Linked DNA regions of Zea mays: region 1 is linked to region 2. Evidence: chromatin contacts called from public Hi-C data. All regions are on one chromosome and are shown on one strand. The core of a region is the stretch at or near the end of the contact, and the rest is flanking DNA. Distances in the headings are between cores, read along the strand shown.

Region 1 (3,171 bases), core at 265-2,764, 640 kb before region 2:
ATTTTCTCACATCATCCGCCACTACAAAGGCTTCCCTAAAAAGACTCTATATATAAGGAGGAAGAAATTTCTTTGTATATATAAGGAAAGCTCTATGTTTCTCTGTACTTTCATTATATCATTTCTTTGAGATATTAATCTTGTTTAAGTATAATGTGTAGTATGGTAGTACAAATATGGTACAATTTTTTTAAAAAAATATAAAAAGATAAATAACCGAATTACAGTGTATAGAGAGAGATTATAGAGAGAATGGGTGGAGACAGCTTAATAATAAGGAAGTTGGATATAATGGCTCACAGAGACTTGTCTCTTGGTAGAAATGGGTGTAAACTTCGCTCAACATTATTGGCACTTTGTACCATCACTATCATTAGCATCATGTCATCTTGCATTTTAAACGTAGATAAGCACCAAGGTGGGCACTTTGTACACGATGTAGAAACATAAGGTCATGTTTGTTTCGGATTATAATCTCTTCATATTATATAATCCAGCGCAAATAATCCAACAAGTAAACAAACACCTAGATTATGGGTTCAGATTATATAATCTAAAGCCCAGATTATAATAATCTTATAATCTCCTCAAGAGTAGCTTATTTGAGATTATTTTTGGCAAAAGACTCACTATTCATGGTTATTTGGTTATGTAAATATAAATTACAATATATGTCATCCTTCTCTCCTTACCTAAATAAACAAAAAGTGTATTGTTATCTTTGTGAATGATCTATATTTGTATAATCTAGACTATCAAACAACTACATATAAATTATAATCTATCTAAATTATAATCTGAATTATATAATTTAGATTATAATCCAGATTATATAATCTATAAGCTAAAATAAACAGTCCCTGTCAGGACCACCAAGATAAAAACGACTCTCAAATAACTGAGTTTAAAGCATGGTGGGTAATACAGAGCATACGATGGCAACCTATTATTTTCCCAATCTTCAAAACGCACACTTTCAGAGTGCGGGGCTGCCCTTATGAAAAAGAGATAAATGCCGAGAAAAAAAAAACGAGACAATAATTAACAAAAGAGGTTATGCTTGCGCATCCCCAGTCAGTTTCGCAACAGCTTTGTCCATGCAAAGACAGCTCTATAACTACAGCACCGGGACCAGTGCACATGACTCGAATGGGTTTGAATGTCCAGAGGTGAGTAGGTTCCATCCATACATATGTTTTAAATAAGGTAGGTTTGTTCCCGTTTCAGTGGGGGAGCAAATGAGCATCCCGAACAGGCAAGAACTTTTTCCTGCCTGAATGCAATACACGTTGAAGCAAGCTCCGGTATGTAAAGCTCAGAGGTGGGGCAAAAGACCTGTACAGCTTCGGATCCTCGAATGTTGTTGGTTGCAGATGGTTACTCCAGTCAAGAATGGGGAACGAAGACACCGAGGATGGCCTAGGACGCCTCTCTCTCAGCGCTCCTTTCACCAGAGGGTATTTGCTGGGAATCAGAGTGGGCAATCCTCCTAGACCTTCCGGAACCACCATCAGGCGATGCTTCTGGGTGCGACGGCGGTACATGTGCCAGCATGCGCCGAGGAGCTGGGGCCTCGCTAGCTGGCGATGGAGCCTGGCCGTACATGGCATTTCCCATTGGGTGATCGAATTTGCAATTTGGACCGAACTTGCACATGCCGTAGCGATTGTAGAAACTGCATATTGGCTCTCCCTGTGAGCGGAAATAAAATAAACAGATGGTTAAGCAACACGTATGTGTGTAGCATGTTTGCATTATACCACCAGTGTCAAGTATTGCATGGCATCAACCTTGGCATTAGTTTTAAGGTTCATTTTCTGTGGGTAACCATAGGGAATAAATACATTATCAACGATAAAGAAAATGAAAAGGGATAAGTGACAGTATATATTATAAAGGATTGGCTCTTGAAACAGCTGTATAGCCCAAGCAAGAATTATGTTTAGCACTCACTAGTTCCTTTAAAAAATTAAGATACAGAAGAGAACCAGAGAAGATAAACTATTGAGAAATGACACCCCCTGGGTTACAATTTCTGCAAACACATCATAATCAATTGAATTTTACACCAAAGAGTTGACAAGTATACATCTACTACAGGCCCATTAGGCGCTATATATATATATATATATATATACACACACACTGTGGCAGCATGGTTCTTCCACTCTTTTAAGGTTAGTAACATGGTATCACAGCCAAGGATGAGAGTTAGGGTTAGACTCATCTAATCTAATCCACCCACTATCCATTTCTGTTTGGAAAAATCTCTTGTATGCCATCGGAGTTTATACTCATCCCTTGTATGCGGTCTACCACTGCCTGTCTCACGTGCTGCAAATGGGCTGACGTCACAAAGAGGCAACACCTCAGCAGCCGACAGTGTTTGCTCTCCACATCCAACCTATCTAGCTTAAAGGTGTCATTTGGGACTCATTATCCGTTAACCATGGGAAATTTCTCTATTAGAGTTAGGGTATGGTGCGAAAGGGCCTCTAGCCAAGTTGGTTAGGTGGTCTAAATAGCACTCCTCAGATCTTGGATTCGACTCTCCGTGGGAGCGAATTTTAGGTTGTGGTTAAAAAATTCCCTCGTCTGTCTCACGCCAAAGAACAGGTCTAAAGCCTGGTCCCGGTTGTTCTCACATGGGCTATGATGTCGTGGTGTATGGGTGGGGCAGGGGTTCTGACTTCTGAGGTTTTCTCGACCTACGTGACAAGGTCTTCTTCTTAATATAATTCAGTGGAGCGGTCTTACCCCCGAGTTTTTTTAGAGTTAGGGTATGGGGAGATTTTAATCCCCGTGGGTACATATTTGGGGGAAATTCTTTTCCCATTGGGTATGGTGGGTATGGGGAAGCACAATACAAACCTGATTACCCATGAGTAATATTTACCTAGTAAAATTAGGTGTACAGACTTGAGAGATAATACCTGATGGTGGTGGCCACACTTGAGAGATGCAAGTTTTTATCTTTCATGCTCTGTTTGAGTTCAAAAACCTGTATGTGTTGGGAACTCGGGATTAATCAAGTTACTATTTCTAGAACGAGTCACTTCGTTTTTACTATTTTGTATGGCTAAACAATGTTTTTGCTTGTTACATGTATTTGGCCACCAGGACTCCTCTCGCCCGTTGTGACAGCGCGGGGCCACTCTACACGCTCCGACC
Region 2 (2,935 bases), core at 405-2,904:
CAGTGATCTCAAATGCCTTAGCAATGTTACCATGAATATAAAAATTGCACGATGAATCATGCCGCCTTAGAGATAAGTTTCTTGTCTTAATCATACTGCACTACGTTGTTGGTTCAAGCCACCATTGCACCGGACGCGCAAGTAGCCATTGCTCTCAGATTCAGTTGGTGGGGCTGCAAGCAGAGAGATACCATGTCAGTATATCCATTTACAGATGGTATGCAACTGGACAGTAACTGCCGGTAGGATACAGTGACAAACTTACGAGGCCAGTAGGTGCGTGGTGCAGAAGATGCTCTCCAACCATTTGAATCTGCAGTTCTCCACAACTTATTTACATCAACATCCTTGAGTAGTAGCAGTGATGTCAGTACAAAAAATAACTGATAGAAAATCCAAGTAGTGAATATACATTTAATTTCGGTACTACAGTCCAATTCCACACATTCAACAAAGCTTACGTCAGATGAATTTTAATTGAAAAGGAACTGAAGTGCCAAAAATCTCAGTGTATGAAAATAGGCCATTTATCTATTACATTATTCCCGATCTGTTGAGTATAATATTTTTAATGTGACACTACTTAGGGAGTCTTTTGCCATCATGTTCTGGCCGAAGTATAACTAACCATTTCCACAGAGAAGGCGATCCACCCTTACCAACTAAAATGCATGTGCTTTCTGCACAACTTCATCATGCCAAATCACATTAAGTACTAAATGCATTGCAGTTTTAGGTCCCATGCCTCATTATTTTATAAGAAATTTAATCTATGAAAACAACCAGCTGAAATGTCCTCATCCGAATATCGATCAAGGTTTACACAATATTGCCCATGTTTTGTGCAGCGCCTAGAGAAATGCACAATTTGCACTGAAACCGCCAACTTGTTCTAGTTTACTGCAGCAAATACATTGTTTGATATATTTAAAAACAAGACTTAGACAAAATTATTAACAATACGCTGTCTACAAATTAATGCAACTTCCATCTGATTTGATCTTCACTAGGGATGCAGATTTGTTGTGTCCAATGTGCTAATCTGCATTCATTAATGAGGCTCCAAGCAGCTTCCAAACACAATGTAGCATGCATCTAACTTAACCAGTGTAAAGAGCTCCCAAATTGCTTACGAGCAAACAGGAACGGGACAACCACATCAACGCCTTCCCTGCCTTCACTCCCACGCCAGGCAGTGCATACAGCAGACGGGAAACGGAGAGGTACAAACCAGAAAGCAGGCGCGGGCGAGGCGAGCGCACCTGGACCCTGTAAGAGGCGCCCAACAGGCCGACCGAAGAGGAGGAGAAGAGGCACACGGTGCCGACCACCAGCGCCGCCACTGCCACCCAAAGCCGCGCCGGCCCGCGCCGCCGGCGCAACGATGCCTCGCTGCCCAGACCCCTGCGCGGTCCGACCAGACCATACCAAATCAAATGATCTGAAGAGAAGTCGAGAAAAAATTGGAGGAATAGCCGGTGGGAGCGAGCGAGCAGCTCACCTGCGCATCGGGATCGCGTGGCGTGTTAGGGTTTGAGCGCTGATGCCGGGACTGAGGAAGAGACAGAGTGAGGACTCAGATCTGGCTGCGAGCGGAGTAATGGAGTTGCGCGTGGGCGTGGCCCCGGGATCGCGCGGCGCGCAGATTTCCTTTTTTTTATCGAATATTTGTCGTCTTCATTTTTAAACTAAATAACGATAGATAAAAAAGAACGGGATGAATATTTTTAAACTAAATAACAATAGATAAAAAAGAACAGATTGAATATTATGGAAATCCACACGTTGGGTTTCACAAAAATAAGATAAAAGGTGTCAATTGTTAAAATAGAAAGGAAACATATCTTCTTTTTGCCATAATAGAAATATACCATCAGTTGCGTCATTATCTTTCCTTTCTTAAACCTTTTCAGTTGTTATTCACTTGACGTAGAGTGTTGCGGCGTCAATCCTTTCTCTTCTCGTGGCCTAGTTTCTCTTCCCTCTTTTCCCATTGCTGGTGAACCCTAGTCGTCGTCTCCATGTCGGATCCCGCGCCCGAGCATGCCCACGCTGGTGGTGAGGTAGTCGCGTGTCCTTGTTGCTCAGGTCTTCCAGGTACATGTTGTTGGCGTCGAAGAACTCGATGCATCGCCATGTCAAGTATTCTATAATAATATTCTCCAATCCACTAGGCTTAGGACTGCTTGAACATCATGTAGCAAACATATCTCTTTTGTAGCTGTTGTGGGAGGATTGAGTGTGCAATATGTTGTCATTTATTGTAGATCAGTAACTAACATAGTGACATTGCATTTTGTTGCAGCATAGCGTTGATTACCTTACTCATGTGAACATTAAGAACTCTCTGTGCTATGTCATACAAGAGATGAGGCGTCAAACTTCTCTCTTACACGACGTGTCAAGGTTGTGCTCCATGCCTGATAAAGTGCAAGGTCTGAAGGCAAAAAAATGTTGTGAATCATCTTGACCATATATGTAAAATGCTTGAGAAAGCTACTTTAGTTTGCCAACGAGATTTAGGCACAATCACTTCTTCGGTGGTCTTTGAGTCAATAGATCCTCGCACCAAAGAAGGTTACATTGAAGATGGTTACACTTTAGATGACTGCGCCGAAGAAGGATACAACGAAAACAATTATGATTTTGAGTCGAAGAGTTTGTGGGAAATGATTTTTTAGGCTCAAGATTTTTGGGAGAACCTTGAAGTTCCTAGCATGCCACATCATTCTGAGGATATGGGTTGGGATTTCGAAGAATGGTGGGATCGTACCATGTGAAGCATTTCAAAGTGAGAGTTGATGTTAGTTGTTGTTATTTAGTAATAACTAATGTAAGATTTGTCTAAGTCAGACTTGTTGTTAATTTAGGTGTGATTAGGTCACACTTTATGTAAGGCTTTGTAAGCAAGAACCCTTGACTTTATGTAATGTTG

Evidence for each region. A called contact is a pair of places that touch in the nucleus more often than the background predicts.
Region 1: a Hi-C map of endosperm shows a contact between it and region 2, with 2.2 times the contacts expected there. The contact joins the enhancer-like site here to the promoter of LOC100284741 in region 2. A contact is called at or near these places in 2 of 25 Hi-C or Micro-C datasets (endosperm and tassel).

Annotation. Positions count from the first base shown.
Region 1 is chr4:21,907,229-21,910,399 of Zm-B73-REFERENCE-NAM-5.0, reverse strand. It overlaps LOC100273243 (Zinc finger CCCH domain-containing protein 33), which reads right to left. Exons shown (of 7, transcript NM_001147685.1): 7 at 1,026-1,692. The coding sequence ends at 1,420. Among protein-coding and RNA genes, the nearest start is that of LOC100273243, 20 kb to the right of the region's middle. Within about 2 kb of position 1,514, at least 9 of the 20 cell types and tissues checked have an H3K27ac peak or open chromatin away from gene starts, as enhancers often do. A contact at or near this core is called in endosperm, where this site is marked.
Region 2 is chr4:21,271,686-21,274,620 of Zm-B73-REFERENCE-NAM-5.0, reverse strand. LOC100284741 (O-fucosyltransferase -like) reads right to left here and starts at 1,654. Exons shown (of 9, transcript NR_182110.1): 1 at 1,502-1,654; 2 at 1,263-1,404; 3 at 266-347; 4 at 97-173.